Regions from separate parts of the Mus musculus genome. Here all the other regions are linked to region 1. Evidence: chromatin contacts called from public HiCAR-type, HiChIP or PLAC-seq and promoter capture Hi-C data. All regions are on one chromosome and are shown on one strand. The core of a region is the stretch at or near the end of the contact, and the rest is flanking DNA. Distances in the headings are between cores, read along the strand shown.

Region 1 (3,280 bases), core at 226-2,725:
GTCACTCGCTCAGTAACTATTACACACACCCAGCCTATCATTCTGTAATCCCCTAAAGTCCGCTGCGAGGATAGAATTCAGCGAAAAGTCAAGAAAGAGGAATCACAGACGCGCCACCATCAGGAACTGATTTTCCACTCTGGAGAGGAGCGCTGATACCCTGGAATGGATCTTGTCTGCATTATTTTTTTAGATCGCCAGTTGATTCTGGGACAGTGGCGGCTGTGAAAAGCTCGGTGCTGGGATGTGTCCGCGGAAATTCTGTTTTGCCTTGTTTGGGTATACTGTTTGGGTTTCTGACACTGGGGTGGGTATCTCAGGGCCGATCATCAGATCCCGGGAGAGGAAAATCAGATAGCCCTTTTACAGCGTCCGCTGATCTCCTTGAATTTCACCCGCTCACCTCCATGGACAGGAAGCAAAAGTTATACTGGGGTCTTCCAACTCAGTGACCTCAAAACCTAGGAGTAGGGGACCTAAGGCGCTCCGTTTTTCTTTTGCAGCAGCGGCAGAGAGCGCTGCGGCAGACTGACCGGGGTGTGGGGGGATCCCTCAGTCCTGGACCCCTTACTCAAAACCCTCCCGGCTTGGCTCGCCCACCTTGCCCTGTGGGCGCCCGTCTCCCTGTAGCAAACCCCTCCGGCGGCCAGACTGAAGTCTTGGCTCCTGGTGAACCGAATCCAAAGTCTCTAAGATTCCGGAGAAGACCCTAGAGCCGGCAGGGCCAAACTTCCCAACTCCCCGCCGCCGGCTCCTGCTTTGCCTCCTGCTTCCCCCACGCAAAGTTGATTAAAACAGGCTCTTTGCAAAGCCTCAGCGCCCACTCCAAACCCCACGCGCCGCCACACCGGCACCCCCCAACCCCAAAAGCAGGGAGAGGCGAGGGTGCGGGAAGGAGACACAGACAGATCGGCAAAGCCCAACGACCCAAAGCAGAATCTCGCCCCGGGAACAAGATGTGAGCCGGCGGCGGAGGTGGTCTAAGGGGGGCAGCTCCGGGGAAGAGAGCTAGCGCCGGCGGGGGCGTGGGGAAGGGGCGCGCCTGCCCTGCCGCACGGCTGCACTCACCTCCGCGCTGTCGGAAGGGCTCTCCACAGCCATCTTCTGCCACGGGTCCGCCAGCTGCGCCAGCGGCATCTTTCCCCCCCTCCCCGGCCCGCCGCCGCCTTCACCGCCTCCTCCCTCCCCACCCGCCCCACAGCCGGCTCGGCTCCTTAGCCACTCGAGCTCCAAGGCAGAGCCGAGAAGCAGCAGCCGGGCAGCCGCGGCTCCCCCGAGAGCGAGCTCGACGCCGACGCCGACGCCGACCACCCGAACGCCCAGCGCCTAGCCACAGCCGCCCGCACTCCAAGCGAGAGCCTTGCGCCGCCGCCAGGCACCAGGGCTCGCCCCTTTCTTCCTCTCCTCCTTCCGCCGCCCGGACTACGGCTCCGCCCCCCGCCTCCCCTCCCCGCCGCTTCCCGCGCCCGATCCCAGCAGAACAGCGACGGCCGCGCGCTCCCCCACTTCCGCTCACAACATGGCGTCTAAGCGATACCTGTCTCTCTAGAGCGAGGCTGGGCGGCCTCCGCCACCACCGCGCGCACCCAGGGGCGGGGCCAGTGCCGGACACGCCCCCTGGCTGGCCGCTCGGCGCCGCCCCTTTTCCACCTCCTACCCCTTCCTCCTCCTCCTCCTCCTCCTCCTCCTCCTCCTCCTCCTCCTCCTCCTCCACCTCCTCTCTCTAGCCTCAGCTTCTGGGCCTCGCCTACTTTCAGGAAGGGCGAGCCCAAAAAATTTGGGGGCGTTGGCGGGAGATGGGGTGGGGAGAGAAATGGGCTCTGCGGGGCGGACGAGGTGCCTTTGACTGCCACGAGTCCTAACAGCTCGGAGACTAGTTGAGAATAGGAGAGCAGAGGGGTTCGCGCTCAGCTGGTGAAGCTGGGCAAGGCGCTGGGGGCGCAGTCCGGTGGTAGCAGCCCCAGGCGGAGGCAGGAGGTGTCTTTTCGGCCTTTCTCCTCCAGGGGTGCGCGTGGGCGCGCCTAGGCTATGGGCACATCCCCTCCTGGCCCAAGACTCTCCTCCTTCAGGGTCACAAGCTGGGTATTCATTCACCTGACCCCTTTTCTCCTGCTTGGACGGGGACTCAAGAGGCTTCTTTCCCGGGAGCTAGCCACACATACGTACGTTCGGCTCCCAATTTGATTCAAAGCTTTTCGAGTTGACTCTCGTGTTCAATGTTTAGTACTTTGGAAATTTTTCGTCCCACCCTACCTCCGCCCTAATAACCCTTCCCAAGTGCATAGAGCCCTCGAGTTTCGGCCCAGACTGTCACACTCCTCCCTTGCTACCTAAAGCTTAAAAGAAAACAGGTTCCTTAAGGTTGCCCTTCTTGGCAGAGATTAAGGAGTTAGTAAAAATATCTTCTAGGCAGGAGCGCGGGGTTCCTGCTTCTCCGTTGACTTTAAATAAAAGATTAGATTTTTTTTTTTAAATCAAGCTGGTCGTAGGCGGAGGAGAAAGGGAGGGGAGGTTGTGACTCCTCCTCCTGCCCGAGAAGAGGAAGCCCTAGGTTAAGGGAACCCAATCCTCAGTCGGCAACGGAGCCACAGAATTCTAAGAGTTCGAGAATTAATGGCTGGGCGCTCTGAGTGGATTCCGGGAAGGCTCAGTCCTGGGTTCTCGAGCCCGCTGCTTAGATGCGCTGAGTATGTCTGGGATGTGTAAAAGTCGCTGGGCTGAGTGGAAAGCTACTGCAGCCCCTGGCTAACCGCCCTGCATCGGAAAGAAACACACACACACACACACACACACACACACACACACACACACACACACACACACACACACACACACACATCTCAGGCCAGCTTGTCTACCCAGTCCACATATCTCAGGCCAGCTTGTCTCCCCAGTCCCCAAGGCCTGGAGGGAGGCATCTCTAGCCTCCCACGCTTGGCTACCACAGCGCGTCCCCCCGCTGCGCTCTCCCTGCATGCCTTTTAACAGTTTCCTTTAATCATCCCAGGATCCAGACACCTGGAGTGTCCCCGCCTCACTCCCTTCAGCAGGTGTGAGAATGACCTTACAACCCCACACCTAGCTGGCCCGGGCTGTGGGAGCTGTGCGAGGTTTCTTGCTTGGTCCGACAGAGACAGGTGCTGGGCTCCTTTTGCTGCCATCTGCAGTTTGCCCCTCCAGGCCTAGGAGCCTCATCTGATGAAAGCTCCAACTGTTTTTTTGGGGGGGGGGGCAGCCGGAAATTCTTGCTGAGAGCCCCCTCCCTCAGCCTTGAACTCAG
Region 2 (2,915 bases), core at 79-2,578, 1.4 Mb after region 1:
ACTGAGGCCAGTGCCTCACCACAGATGCCCAGGCCTCCGACAGCCAGGAGACTCTCACCTACCACACCACACCAGAAGTAGGCCCTTGCTTCTCGCATGGCAGGCACCTGTGTCCAAGTGTGGAAGCGCGGGTCATAACGGTGCACTAAGGCTGTGATTGACCTTGAGCCGGCAGCCAGGGAACTAGATGGGCTGCCAGGAAGGCTCTCCCCTCCAAGGACAAATAGGAAGTTGCCAGTGGTACATACACTGTGGCCTAGCAGTGGTGTGGGCAGCTGTGTCAAGCTGTGCCAGCTGTGGTTATACACGTCGAAGGACACCACATCCTGGGTGAGCTCCCACTCCTTCTCCTCCATCTCTTCCTCCTCCTGTCCCTCCTCTTCCTCTGGTTGAGGTGCAGGGTGCCGATTCTGAACTACCTCTGGTAGGCCCATGATCTCCTCGGTAACCATCTCCCTAGCTCTGAGACCACCAACTAGCAAGATACGGGTCTGGGGACTCCGAACACTAGTCTGTTCTCCCTGCAGAAGCGGCTGGCTGGAGGGTGCTGTATGGTAATTGAGGGCCTGGATGATGAGGCTTTTGATCCTAGTAGGTAATATAAGACCGGAGCCCGAGTATATGCGCCGCAGCACACCAGCAGGCACCAGGCCAAAGCGGATGCATCCAAGCAGTGTTGAACTATGTGCCAGGCGCTGGACCTTGGGTTCCTGCTGCAGCCAGGCTAGTGCCAGGCCCAGCAGCCGCGTCTCAGGCACCCGTGCCACGTCAGGGGCGCCCAGCACAGCTTTCATTGATATAGGATTGAGTTCCAACAGCCCCGAGGGGCCAGTGCCCATCAGTAACAGGCCCCCCAGGTGGCGTACAATACAGCACTCCGCTGCACCTAGGGTGCGGGCCAGGCCAAATCGAGCTGCCACATTGGCAATGAAACAGCAATTCTCTGGGGCAAGCTGGCGTTCCAAGTAGTGGGCACACAGTCCCAAGGCCTCGGTGACTTGCAGGTAGCTGGCAGCCTCCAGAGTGTCCTCCACAGTGTCCATGGAGAGGGGCAGCCAGGCAGTGTAGATGAAGTCCAGCAGGCGCTGTAGGCCGGCCGCTGAAGGCACACGCAGGTGAATTACGCGAGCCCGCGATTCCTGAGTGTGACTCTTGAACAGGGCCCTGAAGTAGTCGCTGGAGCACGCCAGAAGTGACCTGTGTGCTGGGAACTCACTGCCCTCGGCCTCCAGTGTCACGTCGCACAAGAAGCCCTCAGCGCGTAGGGCCTGGTAGCCAGTGAGAAGAGAGCTGCCGTGGGTTTTGCAGTAAGACAGGAAGTAACTCATGATGCCCAAGGCGGGAAGCTGGGATGGAGCCAGCCCAGCGCGGCTGGAGGCATCCCATAACACGGAACCCCCACCTCCGCTGTCCAGCTGCTGAGCCCCTAGCAAAGGCTGATTTTTGCCTGCTCAGCTTAAAACCTAAGGTTCCTTCATCCAGATTTGGCTGTTGCTCCGTGCCCCTCTCAGACAAAGTAAGATGTAGAGACAATTTCCAAAAGCCTCTAGTAGCAGAGGGTGTGGATTTCGGAGTCTTCTCGGTATTGCTAGACTTGTTTTCAGCTGGTGAGCATGACAGCGCGTTGCCCAAAGCCGCCTCCCCTACACAATTTGGGGAACCCACACTTGCACACCAGGGGCGGCGGTGGCCGCGCACCATCACCTGGAGAGGTCGAGGGTACTGAATCTCCAGAAGGCCAGATGCGTGGATGTGGCCCTATTGTGGGTGCCCCAGGACAGCAGGATGGTGGCTCTGATCGTGGCTGCTCCGTAGACACTCGCACAGTCCGAGGACAACTGGCTAGGGGGCTGGGGGGTGAGCTTGTTCTGAGAGAACGATCAAATCAAAGCCTGTGGCACTGGGGGGAGAGCAGGTCAGCTTAGAGGATTGGGAGCGTGATTGGGCGCTGTACATAACAAGCCGGTAGCTCACAGCGACAGGAATAGTGCTCGCCTTGGCCGGCTGGCTCTCGGGCGACCCGCCCCGCCCTGCGTCCCAGCTGCTGGCTGCGAAGCGCACAAAGGCTCAGCAGGAAGCTTCCTGAGCCAGGGCAATGACTTCTGTGACCTGACTGGCCTCCAGGAACCGCAGGGAGGGGGCGTCCCTTGGAATGCTGAGCTGAGGGAGGGGTGGCAAAAGCTAAGGAAGGGCCCAATTCCCTTGGGACTCTTGTCCTGGTAATGTGTTGACAGGGATACCTGGCTAGGCTGGAGGCCCTTTTGGTGCCCCTGTGCATGGGAAAAGGAGCCTCAGGCTCATCTTTTGGCTTTGAAGAAGTTCTAATTAGTCGGGAGCAAGCTGGGATTAAGAGGCAATTTTGCGCACTGACACCTAAGAGGAGGCCTCTGCTCAGAGAAGACTCTAGGAAGAGCTAAACCAGAGAGAACCCCAAGCTCTGGGCCAAGTTCTTGTGCCCTGTGTGAAATTCAGGGGCACTTGCCCTTCCTAAGGCAGGCAGAGTCTCCCAAGCTGCCTGGTTTTACATTCCAACCCCTGCCCTCTGACCCCAGGGGAGCTAGCTCTCTTGGGTACTCTTGCGCTTATGAAAACCATCTCTTTGCAATGCAGAGAAAGAAGTTATAACTAACTCGAGTTTTCTTTCTTTGAATGACAACTCCTCAAAAAAAAATGTAATTTCTTCTAGTTTCCTCTCTGCTTTCCCATGCTCTGATCTAATGACTGGCTGCCACATTCTCAATGCCAAGACAAGACAATGGGCAGTAAAGTTGCAAGGCTCAGGACAGTTGTGGTTTCTGGGGCCCCTCCCTACAAAGTGATTTTTATAAGAAACACCAAACAGAAATGGTGACTAAGAGCACCCTATTGGTTGCCCGAATCCTGCTCTCGCATTAGGAGTTCATTAAGCCCTCTTT
Region 3 (3,124 bases), core at 322-2,821, 1.2 Mb after region 1:
TGGGAATTGAACTCAGGTCCTCTCAAAGAGCAGTCAGTGCTCTTAACCGCTGAGCCACCTCTCCAGTCCCCAGTAAATTTCTTTTTAAAATTTTATTTGTATATTTTGGAGTTTGGGTTATTAGTAAACAAGTCTGAACACAAGCTTCTTAAATGGTATTTGTTTGTAGCACTAGCATAAAAACATCAGTGTGTTATCTACTCCTGTTTTGCCTTCTCCTGTGTTGGGGGAGAACTTGCCAAGCCATGCCAACTGAAGAAAGTGGTGTTCTGTATCTTATAAACTTGAGTTAGACAAAATGGGTACCGAAGGAACTGACATGATTTATTGACATTATTGAAATGATTATAGAAATAAAAGAAGTTGCTTGTTTACTCAATGTGACTGTTTAAGAATTATACCGAGGGGGGAAAAAAAACAAACCAGCTATAATGGTGGTAGAGCTTGCTACTAGACGCTCTAGAATTGTCATTGAAAGTGAAGCCTCATTTAGGCAAAATGTGTATTTCTAAACGTTGCATAGAAGCATGCATAGGTTTTTTGAAGCAAACAATATGTGAAACATTATGTTTGCAATTTGTCACTAACTTTAAGTCCTGTTATTACTCTTCCGTTCTTATATAAGAACGACTGAACACAAAATGACATCATGTAAAATAGATGTCGGGGACCTTGTGTTGAAGGAGGTGGCCGACAACTGAAGCAGAGCCTGGGAAGAGGCACGTGTGGGTTCTGGAGGCTGGAGCCTCTTGCAGTTGACATCTCTGACTTCCCGGGTTCCTTTTATCACCCAGGGTAGATCCGACAGCACGAGCCATCTAGTCTCCTATGGGCGTCTCTGGCTAGATCCTGACTCCCATCTGCGGAAGCCCACATCCCGTGTTCTCCGCAGGGTCCGGAGGAGTCACCTCGGGAGCCAACTCAGCAGCCGCGAGGGCGACAGAGAGAACAGTCAGGACTCCCATTGTCACCCCAGCAGTTCTGCGGCGTCCCCTCCCCCCTGGTGGCGAGGAGAGCTTGGGACAGGGGTGCTATAGTACCCTCCTCCGCCACCCCGGGTTGTCCGTTCAACTGGTGGGGCGACCCGTCTCGCTGACTCTCCTGGAAGGCCACTGGGAGCCACTCTCCTGCCGCCGCCGCACCTGACTGCCTAACTGACCCCGGGGCTGGGCGAGCCTCCAGCTGCAGCGGCTGGCTCCGGGGCTCCAGGCGCTGCCGCACACGCCCTCCCGGCGCGGCTCCGGCCGAGTGCGACCCCCGGGGCGGGAAGGCGGGAGCGCGAGCAGCCCACACCTGGCCCGCGAGTCTGCTAGAAGTCGGGCGGCGGCCACGCGCGCTGGCCCACGCACGCGCACAGGGCTCGCGCGCACCGGCTGCCGGCCCTGGGGGCGGGACCGCGCGGCGGCGAGCGGGGCGGGGGGCTCGTGGAGCGCGCGCCCCGCACCCGAGGGCTGCGGAGAGATATTTTGGGTGGCAGGAGGCCCCTCGTCATTTCCGCCGGGCGGCTCGTCGTGCCGGGGGCTCCACTCCCGCGCGCCAGGCGAGCGAGCGGGCAAGTTGGCTGCGACCGTGCGCCGGCGCCTCTTCCTTTCCCCGCCGCGACCTCGGCGGCTCGAGCCATGCACTGAAGCCCCTCGGGACGCTCACCCCGGGCTGAGCCGCGGACGCCGCAGCTGCGGCTGCCGCCTGGGCTGGGACCTAGCCGACCCCGGCGTCTTACCCCGGCCAGCTGGCCGGCCGTCGCCGCTCCCACCGCAGCCACCTCCGACGCTCCAGCCTTGGGACCGAAACACAAAAGCCACCCTCTCCGCGCCGCCCACCGCGGGAGGCTGCGGCCGGCCACCGACCCCACCTGAGGGCGCAGCGGGCTGCGGACTTGGCTTTCTGTCCGAGCTCCGCGTCCCACGCGGCACCGACCCCGCCGCCCATGGCTCTGATAATGGAACCGGTGAGCAAATGGTCTCCGAGTCAAGTAGTGGACTGGATGAAAGGTAATGCCCTCTGTGGGGAGAGCGAGGCGACACTGGGGCGCAGGGTCCCGGTACGAGGGAGGGGTGCCCGCTAGGGCATAACACGTCCTGGGAGCTTCCAACCAACTGCTGAGGGTCCTCCCTGGGGATGGACAGGGGTCCTCTGGCTCTGGCAGGGGCCCGGGGACCCTAGACTTCTTTTGTCTTCAGCTGGAGGGGCGCGGGGAGCAAGAGGGCGGCGGGCGCCACCTGGTTGAAGCTGGAAGCAGGGCGGTGGAATCCCCGCGCAGCTTCCCCGCTTCCCGCTTCCCTCGACGCCTTCGGGTTGAGAGGACGCGGCGACCCTGTTTCCAGGCTAAGGGAGGAGCCCGTGGGACCTATTCTCGTGGCTGCCCCTTCACCAGCCCCTTTGTTCCTGGAAACCCGAGGCCCCTTCTAGGTCTCGCCCTGCCAAGTGCCTTCCCCAGCGCCAACTCTCCTGGCAACTTTTAAGCCCGCATAATGGGGTCAGGATGCAGTCGCTCCAGTTGGAAGGTGGGAACCCCCTCCTCCATGCTGGGCTGAGGATGATCGGGAAGGGAGCGAGCTACTTTAGGGTAACATGCTTCCCTTAGGGCAGCATCCAAGCTAATATATGTGGGATCCCTCCTGTGCACCCCAGCATGTCCTTTGCTTTCCTAGGTTGAGGTCTGCGGTGGCTTTAAACCTCTCGCGGCTTCTTGTTAAGGGTCCAACATTGGGTTTAAAGTGATGCGCATTCAAGTATTCTCCTTTCTTCCATATTGAAGGCTCCCCCACACACACACCCGACAATTTCTAATGACCAGTTTCAAACCTTAGCCCTCCTCCTAGACGCAAATGTGGGCTTTTTCTCTAGTCTCCTGGCTTTCCTGTCTCACTATCTCCCTCTGTTGTCTGAGTTGAGGGGCTTGTTGGGGACCTCTCCAGTCATCCCCAGACTGAACTCTGCAAAGGGGATGCTTACATTGAAATAAAAGATTCTTGGACATGCTTGGAAAATATGAGAGTTTTGCTTGAGGTCGTACCCGAGCAGGCAAACTTAAGATATTCTTCAAGCCTTATCTGTGAAAATGCCCCTTTCAAAGAGGAAGGAGCCCCTTTCCTAAGGCTTGCTTAGCAGTCAGACTTTCTAA
Region 4 (3,019 bases), core at 486-2,985, 1.8 Mb after region 1:
AGCAAGTCTTATAAAGGAAAACATTTACTTGGGGCTGGCTTACAGTTTAGAGGTTTAGTCTCTAATCATCATGGCAGGAAACATGCTGGAGGAACCAAGAGTTCTACATCTTGATTCACAGGCACCAGAAGGAGACTGTGTGCCACACTTGGTATAGCTTGAGCAAAGGAGACCTCAAAGCTTGTCCCCCACGTTGACACACTTCCTCCAACAAGGCCACACCTCATAATAGTGTTGCTCCCGATGGCCATGTCTGCCTGCCTCTACCTCACAAGTGCTGAGATTAAAGATGTGTGCCACTAACGTCAGGCTCCTGTTTCTTATCTTTAATAGTCTTGCCAGGATTATGCAGATTAGTGAGAAGACCCTTGCAGTAAACTGCTAACATCATCCTGACAATACTGATCCTATATCGAGCATCCTCTTCTCTTCAGGGCTCTCTTTTGACATCACTTCATTAAAGTATCTCAAGGTTCTTCATTTTGCCCTTTGCAAGGTGAAGTACAAATTCTAGGGCGGATATGCTTCAGCTGGGAGCCCATGGTGGTCTGCAATGTTCTCCACAATCTACTGAGCAAGACCAGCTACATACTTATCAGCAAAACCTCAGATGCCTTCTGCTCTGAAATTTTCAAGAAATTCAAGAGGTTGACAGCAGATAGTGAAGCTAAGGGAAGGCAGGTGGCTTACCCCAATGCTGGCAGGGCATGAAGCACATGTCCTACGCGGGAAGCTTCACTACCCTTAAACACACAGGAGGACAGCTATGTTCTAGTGACTTGACTCCAGAAGAAAGGAAGAAAGAGGAGCTTGGGGCTGATACATTGGGGCTGATGGAGCGGAACACAAATTAGCTTACAAAACTGAGGACCTGGTCTCCAGAGAAGGAAATAAAAACAGATGGCTATGGATAGGAACAAAGTAGGAGCCCACTGAAAAGAGATGCAGTTGTTGAAGGACAAATATGACGTCAGTGTTAGGTTCTTGCAGGACAGGGAAGGACTACGCAAAACTAACCAACCAACCAACCAACCAACCAACAAACCAAACCAAACCAAACGACCATTCGAAATGGCCTAAGGGAAAGCTAAACTTAATGTTTTTGTGTTGTTGAGGAGGCACAGAGTTCACTAATCTGAAGTTTAACAACCATTACAGAAATTCCTGGTATCAGGAGAGGCACAGCAATCCATACAATGATGGAGTCAATTTGCCCTGGGATTTTGCTCGTGCAATAAAGGATCCCTTTATTCCCCAGGCACTTCAGTTCTCTTTTGTCCCATCTTGTTGAATGCTACTAACGGTCAAAAAAGAGGCCAAGGCTGTAGGTCCATTGACAAAAAATAGAGGTACCGAGGAGGGGGAAGTCCTGTGGAAGAGGCTCTCACATCTGCAACTTCTCAGTTAGGCTTTAGTCCTTGATTCTTTTCCAAATTTGCATGAAAATGTATGCTACTTGAATGCCCAGGAGCCTTCTATTCTGTTCTTAAATACTACCCCTTACCAATAGAAACATTGTTAATAATCCCAGCGGGGTTCACGTGCATTTAAAGAAAAAGTCAGGCTTGTACTTTAAGACTACAGGGGTGGTAGCATTTTATTTTCTTCAAATGGTCAGGAAGTAACTGGGGCTTTTGCTTGGGGAGGAGGGGTAGGCATATGGGGAAGTGTATAGGGAGGCCCCCCGGAAGTCGCGCTGAGCCGTTTAAAGCTGGGTGACCTCCTAACGGATGGCGAATGGCGGGAGAGCATGGCCAGAGCTTTAGCGCAGGGCGCGGCCATTGGTGACGCATGCCAGGGAGCCCGGCGCCCGCGATTCCACCATTAGCGAGGCCTCACACCCAGCGCTTCAAGTTCGGGGCTGGAGGCGTCCCTGCTTCCTCCTCTAAGAGGCGGGTCGGCCCCGCCCCCGCGCCCCGGGTCGCTTGCCCGCGGCCCCTCCCACCTCCTAACTCCTGGCCTCCCCCGGCGCAGCGCACTCCCCGCCGGCCCGCAGCCTGACACGCCGCGCGGTCCCTCAGTCTCCTGCGGTCGCCTCCCCAGGCATGGCACAGGGCCTCGCCACACTATGGCAGCAGCAAGACACAGCACGCTCGACTTCAAGCTCGGCGCCAAAGGTGAGGGCGCCGCTCGCCACCTGCACGGGCGCCGCAGCGGCGGCGGCGGCGGCGGCGGCGGCGGCGGCAGCGGCAGCGGTAGCGGTAGCGGCGGCGGGGCGACAGTTCCCTCCGCGCCTGCGGGGCTCGAGGCCACAGGACCAGGCTCCTCCGGGGCGCGCGCGGCAGGCTGAACAATGCGGACGGCCGCGCGGCGCCTGCGTCTGCCGGGCTGCTGCGCGGAGCACGCTGCGGGCCCTCGTGCACCGGCGGAGGCCGCGCCGCGCCCCCGCGGTCCCCCGCCGCGTTTGGTCCTCGGCTGAGCTGGAGGCTGGCGCACTGCGGGGCCTGGGAGAACCGCGTCCGTGTGTGCCAGCCGCACCGCCCGCCCGCCCTTCCGGGCCTGGAGCGTCGGTCCACGCGGGCTCGCCGCCCTCCACGCCCCGTTGTTGGGGGGGAATCCCTTTCAGCCCGTGGGGCGCGGCGGATCCCCGGGGGAGGCGGGTACCGGAGCGCCTTAGCTCGTTCGAGGCACGGCGGGCGAGGCAGGCCTGAGCGAGGGGTGTGTGCGGCGCGGGACCGCTGCCCACGCCACCTTTTCCTGTTCTGGCAGGCTGCTGAATTTCCCTCTTGGGTGTGTGTGTCGGGGGGTTCCCCTTAAGGGCAGCGAGGGTTGAAGGAGGACCAGGGCCACTCAGCGCTTGCAAGGTTTTTTTTAGTCATCTAAGGAGATGAAGGATCCTCTGAAAAGGGACCCGGCGGGCAGAGAAAGGAAACGATTATTATTATTATTGGGGGTGGGGAGGGATGAGATCTGGGCGCGGGAACTAGAGCCACCACCATCACCATCACCCCTAATCCTGGAGGCTCAGATATTTGAGCCTGGTCTCGGCAGAAATGGTTGGGAGAGTCTTTTTTGCGTG
Region 5 (2,865 bases), core at 196-2,695, 1.6 Mb after region 1:
AAAATTTGAAACACTGCAAGTCTGACAAGGCATATTGACTTTAATAAACGTGTGATGCTTGCCAACTGGGCACAGGTAAGTTTGCCTGGCAGTCTCTGGGAACTTTTAATGGTCTTTGTGCTGAGTCATGGTTGGTAGACTCCCCCTCCCCTTTGCTTTTGATTGGGCAGCATCTAATATCTAGCTTCTAAATAAAACCCTCCAATGTTCTAAAACTGGTCAACATTAATATCACTAATTTCACAAGAAGAGATGGAGGGGAAAATCAATTGCTATTTGGAGAGAAGAGCTTTGTTTGTTCTTTTTGAAAGGTCAAGGAAATGAATAAAGCACTATCTCAAAGGGATTTATTTTCTGTCCTGAAGCTAAAAATAATTCCAGAGGAGGGGATAGTATGATGCTCTGACTACTTCAATATGCTGGGAGGAAAGAGAGAATTTTTGCATTTCCAATCTGTGCCCACATAGACAAGGACACTCTACCCTGCTGGGTATAAGAAAAGAGTGACCAGGGCAAAGCTCTCCGAAAGATGGTTTGGTCTACACAACTTTGTTGTTGAGACCTAGCCTAGCAGTTAGGGAAAGGAGAAAGGGATTCTAAACTTATATCGTGTAACAACTCTCACCATCATTTTCATTTAGACGGGATTCTAAACTTATATCGTGTAACAACTCTCACCATCATTTTCATTTAGACAAACAAACACACACAAAAACTAATATTCCAGATTTACTCTGATTAATTCTCAGCTTAGAGAGTGTTGTCAGTCTGCGGCTGACTGTAACACTGGCCAGCAGAGCTTCAAGGTCACAGTTACCATATCTGGACTGTGGACATTCTATTAACAGCCCTGTCAGTGAAAATCCCTTCTGTTCAATACCCTTTCAACATATATGTACAGGAACACATGCACGCGCGCACGCGTGCGCTCACACACACACACTTTATAAAATAGAATCCGGGATACCACTAGTGTACAGGGAATTGACAAAGAAGCCACCCAGTACTTAGCAACCTACAAAGTTATGAGTAGTTACTTTAAGTTAGGGATCAAGAAAAGCTCCTTGTGAAAGTTGAGAGTGAAAGCTGGGTCCTTCTGCTTACCTGCTCTCTGGATTGGTTTACTGCCTGAGGACAGTCCCAGGCGGCCAGGTGCAAAAACACAAAAAGCGCTTTACAGGATAGAAGGAACTCCCGGTGTCCTCTGAGCGGGGATCTCAATTCCAGTGCTTTTCATGTGGCTGAAATAGCTGGAGTGCTCTGTCTCTCTCCAGTCCTGAGAGCTGCTCCTGGCTCGGGCTAGAAGGGAACTCGCTTTAAGGCTAAAGTGTTAAAGAGAATTCCTGTCATAGCTCACAGTTGTTCTTCCTAAATATAGAGTTTGATACAAGCCATAGGCTGGCTGCCTCTGAAAGGCTTGACCGTGTGGAAAGCAGGGCTCAGATATCAGCCTGGAGGTGGCTACGTTATCTTTCTGCCCTCCTAATCTTCTTGAGGAGGCTGGCTGCATTCTCTCACAGTTACTGAGGGGTGTAGTGAACTTCGAAAAACTAGGAAAAGTCTATCTTTAGCTATATTATCTAGAGGACAGAAAATGAGGAAAGGTTCATTAAAAATTGGGGGATGCAGGGTGCTGATGTCGGACGTTGCTTGAATCCAAGCTTAGTAACCTGGGAGCTGTTAAAGTTAATTAATAATCAGCACTCAAAAAGCAGTCACCAAATAATATAATTATACCATAACATCAAACTATAAGCCATTGTCCTAGTTTGTAGGTCAAACGTGGTTAAAAACAGACGAGCTGGCATGGTTGCTGGCCGTGGAGATGTTGCTAACTTGGCTTTCCTTGCTTTTATTGATGCATTAACCTTAGAGCTTGACACAAAGGAGACAGAAGAAGAGAATAAAACAAAGGGGAATGGCTACTTTTAGGTTTGGCAAGGGGCAAGATTAGGTACCTGGAAAGACTTTTTTTTTTCCAAATCCTAAGGCTCTTTGTATTGAACATGGCTTTTTTGATGAACTTCTTTAGTCTCTGAAATTAACTTCACATAAAGTTTCCCTTCGGGAAGGGCATGGTGGCTCACACCTTTAATTCTGGCATCCAGGAGGCAGAAGCAGGTATACCTCTGTGGTTTAAGATCTGTCTAGTCTACATAATGAGTTCCAGGCAGCCAGGGCTATGGAGAGTGATCCTATCTCAACAAAACAATAACTTAAACATAAACATCAAGAAAAATGAAGAGCTACCACACTAAACCATCTTCCCTTTGGTAGAAACACTCAGCAGAATAGACAGATTTAAAATATATCCCCTGGGTGACCACACTTCAAACCATCATGACAGGACATTCTCAGCACCAGACATCATCAACCATTCTTGCTATGTGAGGAAAAGAAGCTTTAAATTCTCTGAGTCAAGCACCACGTCCTGGTCAGGGGTGAAGTCACTGAGCACAGAGGACATCAATGGGGCACAAACTTGTACAGTGGTGAGTGGTTGTCATCTGAGCATCAGTGCCAGCTGGGGCCTCTCAGAAGCACCAAGAAGGCAAGCACTTTACTTGACTTCATTCCATAACCCCTTAAAATTTCCACTACTGCTGTCAGTTTAAGGCTCCCATAAAAGTCTGCACCTGCTGTGCAGGGAGCCACTGGCACACACGTCGGCACATACTGTGTCAATGAGTGACAATGAATGGGGCTCAAGGAGACAGGGGACAAGATAAGTCTATTTCTGACAGGGACGGCCAAGATGAGGAGCAAACAAAGCAAGAAGAGTCTCACTCAAACTGTGGAAACTGGGAAACCCGAGGGTACTGGACATTGATGGGACAGCTTAAGACTTTTGGGCATATTTCAATA
Region 6 (3,175 bases), core at 2-2,501, 1.7 Mb before region 1:
TACAAAAAAATTAATTTCTGACTTGGTGGCATCTTCGATGTCATGCACTGCCTATTTTCTGCCCCCAAACCCGGAAAAAAAAAAAAAACCTTTTCTTTCTCTCTGCTTTCTTTTTTAAGGTGGAAATCATGCAGCTTTTCATAGATTTGTCTGCAAGGTCTTTCATAAAAGATTTTTTTCTTAGTTAAAAAAAGTGCACTGGAACTATCTCTATCTTAACCACTAGTCATCCTCATTGGAAACTCGATTCGCGGTGGGACTTAAGATCTTTTTATTTCTACTGGTGCGGCGATGACTTCATTGTTGGTTTTTTTTTTTTTTTTAACCAGCTGGGGAATCGTGTAAAGCAGAGCAGCGTCGGACTGGAGTAGAGTTGTGGTTTGCTGCTGCAGCCCCGGCCGCCACGGTTTGCACGCGTCCAGCTGCTGTGTAAGGAATCCTCGGGCTGCCAGTTCTTTGCTCTTAAGTCACCCCAGGGAATCGCAGGCTGCGAGATGAACGTGAATATGAATGTGTTTGCGCGCGCGTGCACGCACAGCTGCAACAGTTAGGAGCAGCAATGGACTTCAATATTAAAAAAAAAAAAAACCTACGACCGAGATGAGCCATCCTTCGTCCTTTATTTTCAAGTAGTGCCCGGGCTCCCGCCCGAAATGTGGTCCCCGCCCTCCACCCACTCCGCTCACTGGTCCCCAGAGAGGGAGGCTAGGATAGCTGCGCTGCAGGCAGGATTTCCCCTTTTTTTTCTACCGCAGTGACAGGTGGATTCCCGGGCCTCCTCACCCCCCTCAACCCCCGCATCCACCCCTCTCTCAGTCACGATCTCTCCCTCCCCTTATCCTATTCCTCCCTCATTTCCCCCTCCCCACGTAAGCTCGCAGCCTGAGCCCCGCCCCTCCCAGCCTAGCAGCCCAGGTTGCTAGGGCCTGGCAGGGCAACCAAACCTGGTGCCCCAGGAGGAGCATCGCGAGCGCGCATAAGCGCGTTCGTGTAGTAGAGGGCTAGAACAAGAAATCCTGGTTCTAGGATTTTGGGGGACTCGAGAACGAGCGGCGTGGGCGGGGCGCGCGAGCCCGAACTCGAGCACGAGCGCTTTCTCTTCATTGGCGCCTATTGGTAGGCGGGGCTAAGGCGGGACCTAGCGGAATGAGAGGAGTTTGCCGATTGGGCCAAATGGGCAGACGGGGGCGGTGCGATCATCAAATTAGGCTGCGCGTTCGCTCCGGCGAGAGGGCGGGGCCGGAGGTTTCGATTACTTGTCGCTGCCGCTAGGGAAGGTAAAGCGGTGACGGCGGCCGCGAGAGTGAAGGCTTCCCCGATAGAGGTGGGGGACTCGGCAGGGTGAGTAGTTGCGTCCGCCCGTCAGGCCGTCTCATGTTGGCCGTGTGTCCACTAGCTTGTCTTTAGAGAGGGAACCCAGTCGGTCCACTTAGGAGGGTAACAGAAGGGGTAGCAGCGCAGGTCCCTGCACAACCGGGAGACACGGTGAGGGAGTCCCAAGCTGGAGTCTCCCTCGGCGATCCACCACGAGTCTCTAGGGTCTTCCCGGAAGGGCTGGGGCTGGAATTTTTGGTGCCAAGAGACAGAGGGGGCTGTGCTAGACGTATGGTAGGTCGAGGTCGGACCCCGCGGGGCTCCCCTTTGCTGCAGGTCTGCGGTGTCCCCACCCCGCTGCCCCCGTGGCCAGGGCTCTCCGGGCTTGCAGCAAGGAAAGCCCTTTTCCGCTAGCGCCGAGGAGGGCCCCCCGAAACCCCCGCCCAAGTTCCCAGAGAGCCCGGGACCCGCCGGCAGCTACGACTCTCAGCCCTGGTCCTTCTGACCTTGGCTGCCCGGGAGGGTGGGCGAGCGCCCCGCCTGCAGCCCCGCAGGTTTCTGCCACCTTCCACAGGACAAGTTTCAGGCGTTACTGTGAAGTTCACGGCTGGCGTGCTGGCAGAGAAGCAGAAATTGACCTCTTCTCAGATCTTCCTACCCTTTGGACCTTCATAGAAATTGAATCCTGGGGTTTGGAACCATCTGCCAGAACGAACAGGTCCTCGCACTGACACGTTTTTCTGTTCTCTTCTCTTCTTTTCTTTTCTTTCTTTCTTTTTCTTTTGTGCCCACGTTGGGGTAAAAAATAACCTGGGCATATTTCAGTGTAAAAGCAGATCTTTCTTGGGGGTTTTGATTTTTCGCTTCACTTGAGTTAGGCATGGCACAGATGCTTGGATAAGAAAAGCCTGACCTTAGTCAGGCTAGACAGACTAGAAGGATGCTGTGATATTTAAATAGTTGCAGATCAGTATTCTGTTAACACAATTATTTTTAATTGGCTGAAATTTAAGCTGATTTTAGAAAGTATTGACACAGAATAATTTCTTTCCGCGCATCTGATTTAGGCTTGTTTGAACGTAATGGTTATGTAGGCAGTATAAAAGATTACACAAATTAATTTGTCTGAGAGTATTTGACTGGAAAAAAGAGGCATAAATATGTATAGAATATAGGATTAGGGTTTTAGGTAACATCTGCTGGAACACTTCCAGCTTGTTTGTTTCTTGCTGTAGGGTTACAAAAAAGACATTTTGACTGAGACACTTTGGAATTTATAGACTGCATAACATTTAGATGTAAATTCGTTTTTAATTCCTTTAAGTGTATTAAAATGTTTCAGTAAAATGCAGAACGGGTGTGTTTTCTTATCCCTGTATATCTGGCGTTGAAGGGGGAGTATGATCTTACATTTAACAACCCAACTAAGATTCATTAATAATAAAAACATAAAAGGCCTACCCCCATCTTTCTGAGAATGAAGATTTAAGTACCTAACGAGCCTTTTCCTTATTAAAAGAACTATTTTGGGTTGGAGCTTTTTTGGCGTTGATGCTGGAATGGGAGTAAGGAAGCCTGCAGCAGTATTACCAGTTTGACACCACCAGTGGGTGTTTCTGTTGACAAATGCCGAGAGGAGAACAGTTGAAAAGGAAATCTTTTTTGGGTGGTGGGATGGGGTGGGGTAAGGAGGGGAGGTGAGGGGAGAAGGAGCCAGAAGAGAGAAGCTGTAAAACTAAAGCTGCCAACACTGTGTGTGCTGGGCTTTGCACAAGTACAGGGCAACCTAATTAGGGAGAAGAATACCATTTGGCTGCATTAAAGACTAGAACTCCAAAAGAGGCATACTAAATAAAGTTAA
Region 7 (3,298 bases), core at 785-3,284, 1.2 Mb before region 1:
TCCTACATTTGCAGAAATTTCTTTTGGTGGCAAAGACAAGCTGATCTAATGTGAAACTCTTTTTATAGTCTTTACTTATTGCTTAGTGTGAACATTCATATTCCAATGGAGAAATAATAGTGGCTGTAACTAAGGGGTACTGCCTGGACTACTCTGGCTATTAGAGTATGCTTATAGAGTATGCATATGATTTTTAAAATCAAGACGTTTCTAGCTTACAAGCCACATTTGGCCCCAACGTGTTTCAAACAAGAAACACTGAACTTATTTTACGTTATTCATAAAATTCACCGTATTGTGCTATGAACATTTTTTTTTTTCTTTTACAGTGCTGCAATCCAATCCAGGGCCTTGAGACTACCAGGTAAACTACCACTAAGTCACACCACTGGCAGTACCATTTATTCATTTTATGTAGTTTGTATGATGCCTTGCATAGAAAAGATACACAATAAATTCTTCCTGAGTGAGAGGTCAAGGAATTAGCTAAGAAGAAAAAAAAAAGGTTAATGGTTTGGAAATGACCACCAACTGCTACTTCCTTCTCTGACTCTCAAAGCCCTAAAAATAGCTGCTGCCAACTGAAGGCAAGCAATATAGCTGATGTCTTTGCTCTGAACAAAAATAGCTCAGTGGTCTTACATTGGGCACTCACACATAACTTTTGCCAAGCAGGAAGCATAGCAGGCGTATTCATACCTGAGATTATATGCACAGTTTCACAGGACCCCTTGATGCTGATGCTCTGTGCCCAGAAGTTTTGTTGGCTGTAAAGCAGCAACCAGAGTGGTCATAGGGTCCTCTCAGGGGGATTTCTAACAAGGGAGGGGCAGTAACAGTTGCCCACACTCTGGTCAGATGCAAGCCTTGGGAGTTTTTCACTCCTGCCTACTGTTCCCAGAGTAGAGTTAGTTCACTGTTCTCCTTCAGTGTGCTCTGTCCAACCTAACAGACTTCTTTCATCCAAAAGAGGCAGTAAGGAAGGACCTCGAGGGGGGTGTCCCGATGGGGGGAAAAAGAGGAAGGGAGGAGGAAGAGGAGAGAAAAAAAAAGGTCCCAGAATTCTGCAAAGCAGCCGCAGCAACTGTTCAAAAGCCAGAATGCCTGACTTGTGAGTAAAGTGAATAAAATAGCGATAAGGGAGTAGGGTGATAACTGGCTAGCAAAGGACTGGATTAAAGTCGGAAACCTCTTAAATAAATGCAAGCTCTCATGAGTGACAGAGGCCTTGGGGAGAATGAGTTATATCAGTGGGCAGTTTCCACCGTTCTCTGGGCTGCTCTCTGTTTACCTGGTAACACAGGATGGTTTGCTGCACCAGCCTCGCGTACCCGTCCAGGCGGACCCCAGAATTGCTCCTGCTCCGCATCTCGCCCAAGCTCATGGGCCACGGAGCTGGACCTGCCCGCTGGTGTCCGCCAAAGTTGCCGCCTCCAAGCTGACCTGGTCCTCAAAACATTCAGCGTCAATGAGTTTCTTCAAAGGGGGCCGAGAGGAAGAGTTTTCAAACTGAGAGACCCAAAGTATGACTTGCAAGGCGAGCCAACCAGAGTGTCGCGCCGCTGGGCGGTGCGGGGGAGGAGACGGGGGTGGCGCTATCGCGGCCCGGCTTCCTCCCGGTCAGCAGCTGCCCCGAGGGTTTCTAGTCCCACCACCATGCTCGACAGAACCTAGACTGGGCACTAGGCTGGAGAAAGGCCTTGGCGGTACCCCTCTGTTTTGGGAGGCGGCTCCGGGTTGCTTGGGAGCTCACCTAAGCTTTACTAGGCTCCGCCCCCCTCGTGGGGCGGACTCTCCAAGTCTCCGCCTAAAGGGAGAGGGTCTACAGAGGAAGGCCGCTGGGAGCGGCGGGGAGCTGGGCTCTTAACGGAAATTCAGTTTTTTTTATTGACTTTGCTCCTACCTCAACCTGCTTCCAACCGCGGCTGAGGCTAAAGGAGCAGAGTCCTTCGGTCGCGGCCCCCGGGGTACGGAGGCCACCCCTCACGCCGGCCCGAACCAAGAAGCGGAACCCGTGCAGTCCCGCCCGGAAGGAACGCGTTGGGGGGGCGGTACCGATCTGCTCGCAGCTCCGCCCCCAGTCCGCCTCCTCCGTGGGGTTTGGAGCCCTCCTTGTCATGGCCTGACCAGGAAGGAAAATGGGGCAGCCCGCAGGAGTATGGAGAACTTGGATGGAAGCAGAGAACAAGTCGGCTTTCTGGGTCGGCAATGACAAGGTCTCCTGAGCGGAGCCGCCAAACCCACCGGAGACTAGAAAGAGGCTGGGCCGCCTGGGCATCCTTCGGATGACCGGCCGTCATAGCCCCGCCCTGTCCTGGGCCTCACCTGAGGACAGAGTCCCCATAGTGGAGCTCAGCACTGAAAGCAAGAAAGGGAGGCCTGAGTACTGTCCTCCACATACACTCCTGGTACCCGTGGCTCCTGGCCTTAGCTCCTGGGAGAATTTTGCAGTTCATTTATAATAGTATATTTTGAAATTTGGCATCCCATTAGTTGTCAAGGTTGCTAACCACAGGCCGCATTCTTTGATCCTGTCTTCATTGTCCATCAAAATCTGGCCCACAAATAAATTTGACTGGGCAGCTGTTCTAATGTAATTGCTTCCACAAGCACTTTGTTATTCTCCACTTTGACCCATTTCATTGTCTAAAACTTACCTTTGCCTTAAAGACTAGGTCAGCCCACTCATTAGCGTTTCCAATTTTCTGGATTCCTATAGCAGTTTCCTCAGTAAAGATGGGGCAACGAGTCAGTTCGAACTGCACTTTATTCCATTTCTGATTTATATAGACATTTGTGTTACTGTTTCAGTTGTTTGACTTTTACTGTTTTTATCTGTTGGGGTAAACCTCATGCCTTGTAATGTGACAAGGTCAAGTGCGTGTAGCACATACTTGACTCAGAGTGGCACTTAAACCAGAGCTATTTTCAGCACCATTTGGAAATAGTGTATTGTTTACATTTTAACTGAGGCATACTTTTCTAACTGGATTATGAGATGCTTATGAAATAGCTTGGTATCTCCCACCACACCTGGCACAGAGTTGATTGTACATGTGTCTAGGGCTCAATGTTGATGGACTGAAAATGAGTCCTGCTTATTTGACTCCCCTTATAGTTAGTCTTTAACTAAAGCACCCAACCCCTATCAGCCCACATACTTTTTCTCTGAGACAGAGTCTTGTCATGTAGCCTAGGCTGCTCTCAACTATATTATGTATCCAAGACTATTCCTCAAACTCACAGCAATACTTCTTTCCTCGGCATCCAAAGTGTTGGGATTCTGAGTACGTGCCAC

What was found. Promoter capture Hi-C pulls out the DNA fragments that hold promoters and counts their contacts. HiCAR-type assays count read pairs that join an accessible place to other places. HiChIP or PLAC-seq counts read pairs in DNA pulled down with a chosen protein or histone mark. Capture Hi-C pulls out chosen DNA fragments and counts their contacts.
Region 2: a contact with region 1 is called in a HiCAR-type map of embryonic stem cells, with 4 times the contacts expected there. The contact joins the promoter of Klhl34 here to the promoter of Rps6ka3 in region 1. A contact is called at or near these places in 3 of 39 promoter capture datasets (cranial neural crest, embryonic stem cells and hippocampal neurons), 4 of 115 datasets of contacts at active chromatin or transcription factors (astrocytes, embryonic forebrain, embryonic stem cells and 1 more) and 1 of 9 other capture datasets (embryonic stem cells).
Region 3: a HiCAR-type map of astrocytes shows a contact between it and region 1, with 6 times the contacts expected there. The contact joins the promoter of Cnksr2 here to the promoter of Rps6ka3 in region 1. A contact is called at or near these places in 2 of 39 promoter capture datasets (hippocampal neurons and second pharyngeal arch cranial neural crest), 2 of 484 Hi-C or Micro-C datasets (cerebellum and cortical neurons) and 3 of 115 datasets of contacts at active chromatin or transcription factors (astrocytes, forebrain and stem cell-derived neural progenitor cells).
Region 4: a HiCAR-type map of astrocytes shows a contact between it and region 1, with 8 times the contacts expected there. The contact joins the promoter of Sms here to the promoter of Rps6ka3 in region 1. A contact is called at or near these places in 7 of 39 promoter capture datasets (the 3T3-L1 cell line, the C10 cell line, cranial neural crest and 4 more), 3 of 484 Hi-C or Micro-C datasets (embryonic stem cells, muscle stem cells and pre-B cells) and 4 of 115 datasets of contacts at active chromatin or transcription factors (astrocytes, embryonic forebrain, embryonic stem cells and 1 more).
Region 5: a contact with region 1 is called in an H3K27ac HiChIP or PLAC-seq map of cardiomyocytes, with 5 times the contacts expected there. The contact joins the promoter of Smpx here to the promoter of Rps6ka3 in region 1. A contact is called at or near these places in 8 of 39 promoter capture datasets (the C10 cell line, cranial neural crest, frontonasal cranial neural crest and 4 more), 2 of 484 Hi-C or Micro-C datasets (Sertoli cells and cardiomyocytes) and 2 of 115 datasets of contacts at active chromatin or transcription factors (cardiomyocytes and large pre-B cells).
Region 6: a promoter capture Hi-C map of liver shows a contact between it and region 1, with 3 times the contacts expected there. The contact joins the promoter of Cdkl5 here to the promoter of Rps6ka3 in region 1. A contact is called at or near these places in 2 of 39 promoter capture datasets (erythroid cells and pre-B cells), 2 of 484 Hi-C or Micro-C datasets (CD4 T cells and muscle stem cells), 1 of 115 datasets of contacts at active chromatin or transcription factors (astrocytes) and 1 of 9 other capture datasets (liver).
Region 7: a promoter capture Hi-C map of pre-B cells shows a contact between it and region 1, with 6 times the contacts expected there. The contact joins the promoter of Phka2 here to the promoter of Rps6ka3 in region 1. A contact is called at or near these places in 7 of 39 promoter capture datasets (the 3T3-L1 cell line, the C10 cell line, HPC-7-derived erythroid cells and 3 more) and 1 of 9 other capture datasets (adipose tissue).

Annotation. Positions count from the first base shown.
Region 1 is chrX:159,253,977-159,257,256 of GRCm38.p6, reverse strand. It overlaps Rps6ka3 (ribosomal protein S6 kinase polypeptide 3), which reads right to left and starts at 1,475. Exons shown (of 22, transcript NM_148945.2): 1 at 1,069-1,475. The coding sequence starts at 1,137.
Region 2 is chrX:157,816,848-157,819,762 of GRCm38.p6, reverse strand. It overlaps Klhl34 (kelch-like 34), which reads right to left and starts at 1,328. Exons shown (of 1, transcript NM_001081667.2): 1 at 1-1,328. The coding sequence starts at 1,328.
Region 3 is chrX:158,041,644-158,044,767 of GRCm38.p6, reverse strand. Cnksr2 (connector enhancer of kinase suppressor of Ras 2) reads left to right here and starts at 1,571. Exons shown (of 22, transcript NM_177751.3): 1 at 1,571-1,991. The coding sequence starts at 1,928.
Region 4 is chrX:157,491,003-157,494,021 of GRCm38.p6, reverse strand. It overlaps Sms (spermine synthase), which reads left to right and starts at 1,735. Exons shown (of 11, transcript NM_009214.4): 1 at 1,735-2,117. The coding sequence starts at 2,069.
Region 5 is chrX:157,697,553-157,700,417 of GRCm38.p6, reverse strand. It overlaps Smpx (small muscle protein, X-linked), which reads right to left and starts at 1,445. Exons shown (of 5, transcript NM_001252591.2): 1 at 1,105-1,445.
Region 6 is chrX:160,992,757-160,995,931 of GRCm38.p6, reverse strand. It overlaps Cdkl5 (cyclin-dependent kinase-like 5), which reads left to right and starts at 1,251. Exons shown (of 19, transcript NM_001024624.2): 1 at 1,251-1,341.
Region 7 is chrX:160,500,898-160,504,195 of GRCm38.p6, reverse strand. Phka2 (phosphorylase kinase alpha 2) reads right to left here and starts at 2,034. Exons shown (of 33, transcript NM_172783.4): 1 at 1,292-2,034. The coding sequence starts at 1,369.